Linked DNA regions of Mus musculus: regions 1 and 2 are each linked to region 3. Evidence: chromatin contacts called from public HiChIP or PLAC-seq data. All regions are on one chromosome and are shown on one strand. Each heading gives the region's core, a stretch centred on a gene start, on an enhancer-like site or on the middle of the called end of the contact. The rest is flanking DNA. Distances are from core to core; before and after follow the strand shown.

The links. HiChIP or PLAC-seq counts read pairs in DNA pulled down with a chosen protein or histone mark.
Region 1: a FOXA1 HiChIP or PLAC-seq map of pancreatic cancer cells shows a contact between it and region 3. The contact joins two enhancer-like sites. A contact is called at or near these places in 6 of 39 promoter capture datasets (the C10 cell line, cranial neural crest, embryonic stem cells and 3 more) and 2 of 115 datasets of contacts at active chromatin or transcription factors (bone marrow-derived macrophages and pancreatic cancer cells).
Region 2: an HNF4G HiChIP or PLAC-seq map of pancreatic cancer cells shows a contact between it and region 3. The contact joins two enhancer-like sites. A contact is called at or near these places in 1 of 484 Hi-C or Micro-C datasets (embryonic stem cells) and 6 of 115 datasets of contacts at active chromatin or transcription factors (bone marrow-derived macrophages, embryonic stem cells, extraembryonic endoderm stem cells and 2 more).

Annotation. Positions count from the first base shown.
Region 1 is chr4:145,252,543-145,255,836 of GRCm38.p6, reverse strand. The region is part of intron 2 of Gm36233 (a long non-coding RNA gene); the gene reads left to right. Among named protein-coding and RNA genes, the nearest start is that of Tnfrsf1b, 7.3 kb to the right of the region's middle. Within about 2 kb of position 1,281, at least 139 of the 459 cell types and tissues checked have an H3K27ac peak or open chromatin away from gene starts, as enhancers often do. A contact at or near this core is called in bone marrow-derived macrophages and pancreatic cancer cells, where this site is marked.
Region 2 is chr4:145,271,583-145,275,278 of GRCm38.p6, reverse strand. Tnfrsf8 (tumor necrosis factor receptor superfamily, member 8) reads left to right here. Exons shown (of 13, transcript NM_009401.3): 12 at 783-996. Among named protein-coding and RNA genes, the nearest start is that of Gm36233, 8.5 kb to the right of the region's middle. Within about 2 kb of position 2,423, at least 88 of the 459 cell types and tissues checked have an H3K27ac peak or open chromatin away from gene starts, as enhancers often do. A contact at or near this core is called in pancreatic cancer cells, where this site is marked.
Region 3 is chr4:144,928,600-144,931,878 of GRCm38.p6, reverse strand. It overlaps a transcript of Vps13d not described here. Among named protein-coding and RNA genes, the nearest start is that of Gm42344, 27 kb to the left of the region's middle. Within about 2 kb of position 1,743, at least 157 of the 459 cell types and tissues checked have an H3K27ac peak or open chromatin away from gene starts, as enhancers often do. A contact at or near this core is called in bone marrow-derived macrophages and pancreatic cancer cells, where this site is marked.

The DNA of each region.
Region 1 (3,294 bases), core at 32-2,531, 320 kb before region 3:
ATTGGAAATAAAATTGGGTCTTTACACCATATATATTGCATGTACTTCAGATCTTTGATTGGCCCAGCTAGAATTATTAAGCCAACAAACAGAAAAGAAAAACAAAAGCATCTTCATGACCTCCATGTAAGGAAGGTCCTTTCAACTATGATCTAATGGAGAATATTGATGGATTTTTGTTACATTAAAATTAAGGAATTGGTTTTTTTGTTTTGTTTTGTTTGTTTTTATTTTTGTTTTTGTTTTTTCGCCTGGCCATGGTGGTGCAAGCGTTTAACCCTAGCACTCAGGAGTCAGAGGCAGGTAGCTCTTTGAGTTGGAGGCCAGCGAGGTCCACAGAGCGAGTTCTAGGACAGTCAGGGCTACACAAGGAAACCCTGTCTCAAAAAACAACACACACACACACAAAATGCACAAAATAAAACACACACACACACATGCATGTATACACACACACACACAAAATGCACAAAATAAAACACACACACACACACATGCATGTATACACACACACACACAAAATGCACAAAATAAAACACACGCACACATGCATGTATACACACACACACACACCAACAATCGACTTTTTTTTTTTTTTTTTTTGGTTTTTTGAGACATGATTTCTCTGTCTACCTCTGGCTGTCCTGGAACTCACTTTGTATTTGTAGACCAGTCAACCAGGGACTTTTTAAATAGACCTTTAAAAATGTTTTTTAAAATTACATGTATGTATGTATGTATGTATGTATGTATGTATGTATGTATGTATGATTTAGACTGGTGTATGTGTTGGGGTGGGGAGTAAGGAGACATGTACATGAACAACTTTCAGGAGTTTTAGAATCACAGTCTTTCCACACCGTGATTCCTGGCGATCCAATTTAGACTGTGAGGCTTAGTGGCACAAACCTTTTACTTCTGGAGCGGTCCAATTAAGGAATGTTTAAACAATGAGGGGAAAGCCCGAATAAAGACAGCAACCATATACCAGAATGGAGGAGGTCTTTATGATATCTGAAAAATGACGAGGGATAAATATCTAGAAGATACAAAGAATTAGAGCAGCTCTACAAGAAGACAGGAAATAATAACGATCGGATGAAAGGATGTTGAAAAGCAGTTCACAGAAGGGGAAACCCGAATGACTCAGCAGCAGCGAAGAGGTGCTTAGACCCACGAACTTCAGAGAAATGCAAATGAGGTACCAGCCGGTTCCACTCCACACCCACCGCACTGGCCCGAGTCAGAAAGCTGGCTAGTGGGGAGTTCAGGGGAAAACGTGCCAAAATAGGAACTCTCTGGCCCTGCTGGTAGGGTGTGACTGCGTGGGCGGCACAGAGGAATCGGGCAGTGTTAGGGAAATAAATACACATGTACCCAGTAGCTTGTGATCCACAGCCTACTCCTGAGACACTGAAACACCCATAAGCCACACCTGATTTACTTACAAGAACGTATAGATTGCAGCAGTAAGGATCCTATTTGGGGTGGGATGGGGAACAGGGTTTGAGAGAAAATAGACTTGGGGGGAGTGCATATTTAACATATTTACCATAGCTCAGTGGTAGAGTGCATATTTAACATGGAGGAGCCTGGAGCTCAAGTTAAACACACAGAGAGGCAGAGAGAGTCAAAAAGAGAAATAGGGGAGAGAGGGTAGGAAGAGCATTGCTTGGCAAGACCCAAATAATACAATTCATTCTACCCTCTAGACCTGAGATTCAATGAGCAAGTGATCAAGAGAATATGAAAGAAATTGTGCTCAGACCAGCCACAGATTTAGGAACACAAGAAAACACACCAGAGGGCAGTGAGGCCATTTATAGAGTAAGGCAGGGAAACTGAGGCCAGAATCGATAGTATGTAAGGGTGGGGGTAGCCATTGCTTGTCTTAGAGTCTGTACCTGGAAACCTATGGCCCACGGATGGGACCACCATCTCCCTGTGTCCCTCGTAGACAGAGGGAGAGACAAGCAAGATGTGGAGGGGCAGAGGGCATAGGTGGTTTGTAGAGACCCAGAAAAGATGGGGAGAAAGAAATGGGTGTGGAGTTAGAGGAGTGAGGGCAGGAAGGCTGGTCCTGGGAAGGGCTGTCTTAGAAGTCAGGTGAGAGAGGCCAGGCTGGAGAGGGGAGCCAGGAAGTGATGCAGAATTGAGAGCATTCTGGAGTGATGCAGAATTGATAAAGGAGGGAGAGCTGGAGGTGTGACTCAGGTCCTTTCCTTGAGTTTACAGAGCCTGGGTCTAGTCCAAGCACCAGAAAAATAAATGAATGAATGAATGAATGAATGAATGAATGAATGAATGAATGAATGAATGAATAGATAAATAAATAGAGAGACAGAGACAGAGAGAGAGTGGAGATATAACTTAGTGATATCAGGCATGCCAGCACTCATGTAGTCCTGGCTCCCATCCCTAACATGGTATGAATGGACACCTGGTAAGCACCTATAATCCCAGCACCAAGGAGCGGAGGCAGAAGCATGGGATTCCAAGGTCATCCTTAGCTATACAATAAGCTTCAGGCCAGCCTGGGCTGCATAAGACATTGTCCCAAAAAGGAAGCTTAAAGACTGGAGAAATGGCTTAGCCGTTAAGAGTGCTGGCTGCTCTTCCAGAGGTCCTGAGTTCAATTTGTTCAATTCCCAGCATCCACACGGCAGCTCACAACTGTCTGTAACTCTAGTTGCAGGGGATCCTACACCCTCACACAGACATAAATTCAGGCAAAACACCAATGAACATGAAATAAAGATAAAGAATACATTAAAAAAAACGAAATTTTTAAAAATTTAAAAGAGAAGGGGGAAAGGAGAAAAGAATAGTTATAAGAGGAAATGCAGAAATGAAACGACACTGCAGATGTGGCCCTGCGAGTCTAGAGTTCGCTGTACAGGACCCGGTGAAAATGAAAAAACGCACACCACCTCTCTCCAGCAGCCCTACTCTCTATCTAGGTTCACCACCTAGGGAAACTGTCTTCTGTGCCTTTGACAAGACTGTGTTTGGCAACACAAGAGATGGAGCATTGGGGATATTCCCCAAATATCCACAAAAGAGGAACAGGGTGGGGAAAGGGATAGACCTTGGGGCAAGTACACAACTCCACACAGCAAGTGAAAGGGAAATAAGTTAGAACCGAACTCAGCAACGAGTGAATGTTCCTGTCTCAAAGACAGCGCTGTCTACAGGCAAGACCATGCTCCTGCTGTTTGGGTTGTATGGGTGAAAATGCATGCATATGAAACACAGTCTCCCTTCAGCATCTCCTGGAAATAGCTCCTGGAGCCC
Region 2 (3,696 bases), core at 1,174-3,673, 340 kb before region 3:
CAGGAGTTGGTGAGGCTAGAGGAGACTCCAGCATGTAGATCTTTGGTTAGAAACGTACTAACTATATGTATATACAACCCTGGCTGAGTTACTCGACTCTACCAGGCCTCAGATTTTCCATCCGTAAGATGTGCAGGTGCTAATATTACAACCACGCAGTGTGGTTTTGAGAATGGCACATCACTCTTAGGACTAGCCTGGATGTAGCGAGAGTGTGTGAAGGACTGACTGCTGCTCAGCACAGAGTGAAGGCAACATGAGTTGAGGGTGTGGCTCAGTGGGTAGGTAGAGTGCTTGCCTATTAGGCAGGAAACCCTGTGCTGGGGTCCCAGCCATTCACACACTGGGTGTAGTAGCACCATAATCTCAGTCTTGTGGAGATGAAAGCAGGAGGGTCAGAGGTTCAAGGCCATCCTCAGGTATTATCAAGTTTGAGGCTAGCCTGGGCTACATAGACTGTCACAAAGGCAAAGCAAATAGTTGGGTGCACACCTTTAGTATCAGCACCCGAGAAGTAGAAATAGGTGGATCTCTGTGAGTTCCTGGGCCAGCCAGCTTTATATATTAAGTTCTAGATCAGCCACGGCTATATGGTGAGATATTATGTCCACTAAAAAACAAGCAAACAAAAGCACGTTAAAAAAAAAAAAAAAAAAACCCTATATTCTTGGGTATGCTACACAGGTGCCTTATGCTGTCAAGTAGCTTGTGGCAACTTTAAAGAATTTTAAAAGCTTTTCACAGCCTTCCCAAGCCTGCTCAGCCCTTACTCCTGTTCACAGCAGCCACAGAGAAGCGGGTCGGTGACAGATCCCAGCACGGGACACAAGTTGAGCCCAGTGAGCCCTCCTCCAGCTGTAGAGACTTGTGCCAGTGTTGGGGCCACCTACCTGGAGAACCTGCCGCTGCTGGATGACAGCCCAGCTGGGAATCCTTTTTCTCCCAGGGAACCTCCAGAGCCCCGGGTATCCACGGAACACACCAATAACAGGATTGGTGAGTCCTGTTGGGAGATCCTGGTCTAATCATGTGGGCAGATGGGAGATGGGTGCTGAGCTCTGGATGGGACTTGGGGAGCTATGCATTCCTTGCCACCCTTCACTCTGCCCTACATCAAGCTTCTGTCCAGGAAGAAGGCCAGAGTGACACTTCGTGGGGAGAACTGGGGACATTCACTAAGAGGGCACGGAGTGATGAACACAGTGTGTGTCATCCTTAAAGAGAAAGAGAGTCTTTCCCCACTGGCCTAATACAGAGCCAGAAGGTTCGGAATGATGTCAGACCCTTATCTAGCAACACCACTTCATGTCTGTCACAACCTCTGGGAACAATGACATCACCCTCTTTCATGGCTGGAGAAACTGAGGCATGGAGTGGGGTTTCTTCTTCAGTTGCCAAGACTCAGCCCCACATCTGCTGGGTTCTGGAACATTGATTTTTTTTGTTCGTCGTACTCATGGGTCTCAGCGGAAGCCTAGAGACCAGCCCTGGCCCTCCTGCATTTCTCCTCTCTGCTGCCCTCCAGCCAGGAAAACATCTGCCATGGCTCCTATGGGCCCTGCTTCCATCCTCACTTCCCACCACTTCCGAACATGTATCAGTGGTTCCTAACCTGTGGGTTAACAGTAGCAACATTACAGTTAAGGAGTAGCAATGGGAATAATGGTATGGCTGTAGGTCACAGCATGGGGGACTGTATTAAAGGGTCACAGCATTAGGAAGGCTGAGGACCGCTGATGTATATTGTCCCCTTCACTCTCAAGTTGGAATGTTAGGTTCTTATTCTGGCATTCAAGGATGGTCTCAGCCAGCTGTTCCATCCCTTCTGAGGCATCTGTTCTCCCTCTGAGGGGCGGCTTTCTGAATTTTCATCTCCCTCTCCCTGCTTCTCCCCTCCCCCTCCCCCTCTCCCCTCCCCTTTCTCCCTAAGCTGCTCTGCAGGGTTATTTCCTCTACTATAGCAGGCCTTTTGAGCCTGGTTACCCCTTCATGTCCTAGAGGTAGCATTCTCACACTGTCTACTCTGAACAAGCCAATGCTCTCAGCTGAGCTTCTCCACCCAGTGTCCCAGCCCCCAGCTAGGTGCTCCCTAGAGTGCTGCTGGCTCTGTTCTGATGCTAGAAGGACATTGGTGACAGTTCTTCACATTCCCCTGGAAGTCTGTGGTGATGAGAGCTCTAGAGCTGTCTTGGTCTCAAAGAAATGTTTGCAGTTAACTGCTCTCGGTTAAGCTCTATTTGAAAAGAATGTGTTTGGAAAAACACTGCCAAAGGCTCCTTCAGTTTTCCAAGGAGTCCTGATGGTGTTTGAATCCAAGATGACTAAAGGGCTTGGAACTTGGAAACAGGGCCAGAGCCTGTTCAGGGAGGGAGGTGGCAAGGGTTAGGGATGAGGAAGGGCTGCTGAGGGAAGGCCTTAAGAGGTCCTCTGGGACACCAGAACTCAGGTGACTCATTTGTCCTCTGAGTGACACACCAGAAGAGCAGTCTCCCCATCCAGTTTCCTACAAGGACAAATGGGTCTAAGTTTCCTCCTTCTCTGGCTGTACCCACTTTGCCTCTTCTTTCCTTAACTTGACTGGGGCATTTTCCCCAGAGCTGGGGTGGGGGTGGAATCTAAGCAGCTGGAGGTAGGCAGCCTGTGATGATAAAGCCAGAGGATCGGGCTCCATAGGCATGACAGAGCAGTAGCCTGTCTCTGCTCTGGCCTTGGTTTCTTCTGCCCTCACACCTCCCGCCTCACATACACATTACTCTCCAATACCTCTCTGTCTCTCTGTCTCTGTTTCTCTCTCTCTTTATTTATTGGGGGGCGGGGTGTCACGTGTGCATGTAGAAGTCAGAGGACCACTTATACATGTCAGTTCTCTCCTTCCACCATGTGGGTCCGAGGGATCAAACTCCGGTCTTTGGGTTTGGCAACAAATACCTTGACTTACTGAGCCATCTTGAAATGCTTTCATCTCATACATTTAGTTTGTGTGTATGCCACTGCATGAGTGTGGAAATCAGAGGACAACTTGTGGGAGTCAGTTCTCTCCTTCAACTCTGTGAGTCCCTCTCATAGCTAAAATGAAGTATTTTAACTAGCCCATATAAAAGACACACAATCCAGGTATCTTATTTACAAGCCATAATCCTAGACTGGGCAGATTTGGGGCTATTCTAACTTATGTCCCAGCCATATGTCCCTTGTTACTTGATGTTTTTCCCGGCCATGTGCTCATGGTTCATGTTTTCTCATGATGGCCTTCTCTAGTCTCTGTGTCCTTTCTTCTTCCCTCTCTCTACCTGCAAACCCCAACCAGGTAGCTGAAAACCCGCCTACTTCTACCTTTTGCCCAATCACGGGCCTTAGCTTTTTATTGACCAATTAACTTGAGGAGCAAGGTTACATAGCAAATGTGGTACACATGAGGATCTCCTCATGCCTTGTGATCTCCTTGTGCGGGGTGGAGGTAGCCAGATGGTGGGAGCCAGGATTTAGCATTTGAATACAAGCAGCATCCGCCTAACCTCCTACAGTAACCTCTTCTTAGTTGACCCCAGTAACTGACCTCTGGTCCCATCTGTTCTTTTTGGTACCAGGGATTGAACCTGGTGCCTTTTACATACTAGGGGAATGCTCTACTACTGAGCTAGTCCACTCACCTTTGTTTGGTTTAAATTTTAATTTTTAAAATTAAAAGCTGTGTGT
Region 3 (3,279 bases), core at 494-2,993:
TGTTTCTCTGGAGAACCCAATATAGCATTTGCTGCCAGTTATGGTGCCTCTGTGATGGCCCTGCTACTCAAGATTTCTCTCCATCCTGGGCATCTCCCATTTGGAGAGCAGTATCCCAGCAGGACAATAGCTCTTAGTCCCAGCTGTGTCTTCTAAGGGATCATCCCTGTCTTTTTTCTTCCCAAGACATAGGGAGCTGTGTCAAAGAGCTTCTCAAAGGCAAGGATGGTGGGATAGCGCTCACTAGGAATTATGAATTCCTTCTTTTAAGAGTGAATATTAATTGCTATCAAGGCAGAAGAATCTAAAATGGCCTGGGAGGAAGGTCCCTGAGCATACCTGTGGGAAATGGTTCAATATGGGAAGAGAATCTTAATTGTGGCCAGGACAACTCCCTAGATAGGAGATCCTGGCCTGTATGAAATCGACGGTGAGCTGAGTCCTACTACGCATGCGTCCATCGCTCCGATTGTAGACATAACATGATTAGCTGTTTCAGGCTCCCGCTTCCCTACCTTGATGGACTTTCCCTTGAACTGGGAGCCAAAGTAAACTCTTTCTTCCTTAAGTTGCCTTTGCCAGTGTTTTATTACAGCAATGAGAAAGGGAGGTGTAAGTCAGCTTCCCCTTCCCCCAGATCCCAGGGCCTCCCACTTCCTATGGAGCTTTCTGGCTTCAGGGTGGGCTCAAGAGCTGGGGAGTGGGAGCTTTGAACAGATAAGCACAGTGGCTCCGGGGATGTGAAGAGCTATCTTAATCCCACTCTGAACAGCCCTCCCATGTAGACACATGTGGACCCAGGTATGTTTTAAACTATTGTACACCAATCTATCTATTGTGTGTTCTGGGGAGGGGGAGGGTACATATGGAGGACAGAGAATCATCCAAGGGTAAGGGCGGACCTCAGGGATATAACTCAGGTTGTCTAGGCAGACAGTAAGTGCCCTTGTCTGCTGTGTCATCTCTCTGGCCCCTAATCAATGTTTTTTGTTTGTTTGTGGTTTGATACAGGGTCTCAAATCAACTCCTGGACTGGCTTCCAGCTCCTTATATAGCTGAAGAAAGCCTTGAACTTTTGATTCTCCTGCCCCCATCTCTCAAGTGCTAGAAATAAAAGCATATACCACGCTTGGTTTTTGTGGTATTGGGGAATCAAACCCAGAGCTAGGCAAGCACTCCACAAACTGAGCTGCACTCCAAGCCCTAAGGAATGTTTGGGAACTTAGGAGACTTGTCCGGGAGCAGTTCCAGCCCTTCCTTCTGCGTCAGCGGATATTTGTCGCCTTTGGCTTTGCCTGAAGCCAGGAGTGTGCGTAGAGAAGTCCTCTCGGCTTAGTTCAGTCCCATACCACTGAGCGTCAGAAAGACGTTCCTGGGGGAGGGGCTGTACTTGGGCGACAGCCTCCTCTCTCCTTTCCCAGCCAGTAGAGCTGTTCTTTGAGAACCTCAGCTCCTGTTCCTTGTGGCCTGGGTTCTTTTTGTTTGTTTGTCTTCCATCAGATAGAAACACCATAAAGGTGAAAACTGCCTTCTATGGGATGGAGTTCTCAGCTAGGAGGGTCCTAATAGTGACCTCTGGAGTCAACCTTGGATCTTTCTGTTTCGTTTTTTTTAAGACATCAGCTTATTCCTGGGAGAGTTGGTTTCTCAAAGAATTTGGTCTCTGGGAACTACTGGTGACCACAGGACTGAATTCCTGACCACTGGTCCAGCCAGACAGCCTGCTCCCCTGGACCTGAGCCAGACAGGGCTGAGGTCTGATGCCTCCCTGGGCTTGGCACCCACTCCCAATCTGCTTCTCTTTGGGGCTTGGGAGGAACCTCCAGCCTGGCAACTGGGTCATTTCCCAGGACCCAAGGCTTCTTTACAGGGTTGGCACAGCCTGTTTTGCCCCTCAGGGGGTTGGCGCTTGTCACTCTCCTTCACTTGGACAAGCAAAGGGACAGAATTAGCTCTCCACTCTCACTCTTGAAGCTCTCCAGGCAGTCAAACCATTCCAGGGAGGGACCAGAGAGGCCTCCTGGGAATCTGCCCAAGGCCTTTTCTCTGGTTTCTATTGGAAGCAATCCAAAAAAAAGGAAGAGGAAAAAAAAAAAGCCAAAAGTGGGGTGTTGGTGTATTGCGGTGTGTTGTGGGGGAAACAAGGCCCCACCCTACCACCAAGAGAAACCATTGCATACTGGGAAACCAAGGTATCCAGTCCCTGTAGCTGAGGCAGTGATCATACATGCTTGCCCTGGTAAAGACTCTCTGAGTCTTGCTTATTCTAGCATCCCAGCATAGTCCCTTGAGGTTGTCACTACATTTCCAGTTTATAGGCTAAATGCAACTTCATGGACACCCCAATAATCAAAACATCTCTATAACGTCAGCCTACAGACCATGATACAAAAATACCTCAGTTGCTCAGAGGTGATCAGGAAAACTGGGGCTTAGCAGACAGGAACCCTCACACACACACACACACACACACACACACACACACACACACACACACACACACACACACACACACTCATTTCTCCCTGTCCACGAAGATGGACTCATCCCTGCCTCTCTCCTAGAAGAGCCAGGCAGAGGCACCTGCTGTAGGAGATTTCCAGACACCATAAGGGAGCTGAGGCAGTACTAACATCCCCCATACACGCTGGACACACCTATTCTCAAGGACCAAAATGCAGGTGACAGATGGCTGGGATGTGACTCCTTGTTGCTTGCTATTGTCTGATGTCACAGAAAACCAGGGGTCAGAGCTGTGTGGACAAGCCCACATCCTGCTTTGAACCCATCTTCTCATCTGCGAAATAAGTTCCCAAACTCTCCCTTTGGAAGAGTGTTTGGGAAGTGAGCCAGGTCTCTGCCTATGTAGGGATTGCTCAGTATCAGCATGGGTTCCGGGGCTACTACATCCTTGTGTTGGCTTCATTTCTAACTTTTCCTCATGAAGTCTTCTTCAAGGGCTTGGCAGCCCACATGATCCTCCCAGGATCTTTGTCAGGCAATGATCACGTGACCAGATTTGCCCAATGAAATGGGAGTGGAAGTGACATGCACTATTTCCAGGGAGAACCTGAAGAGGGCATGAGGGTAGACCAGTACATTTATCCCCTGGGAGCTCTCATCTTGGATAATGGCTTCTCAGAGGGAAGATGGTTTCATGAATAAGTTGAGGTTGCAGGGCAGACACTTTCCCTATAGGAAGCTACAGTGATCTGGGGATCGCATCTGGCTGCCCACCACCAAGTGGTTTGACAGTGCTCACTCTGAGCTGTTGTTTTT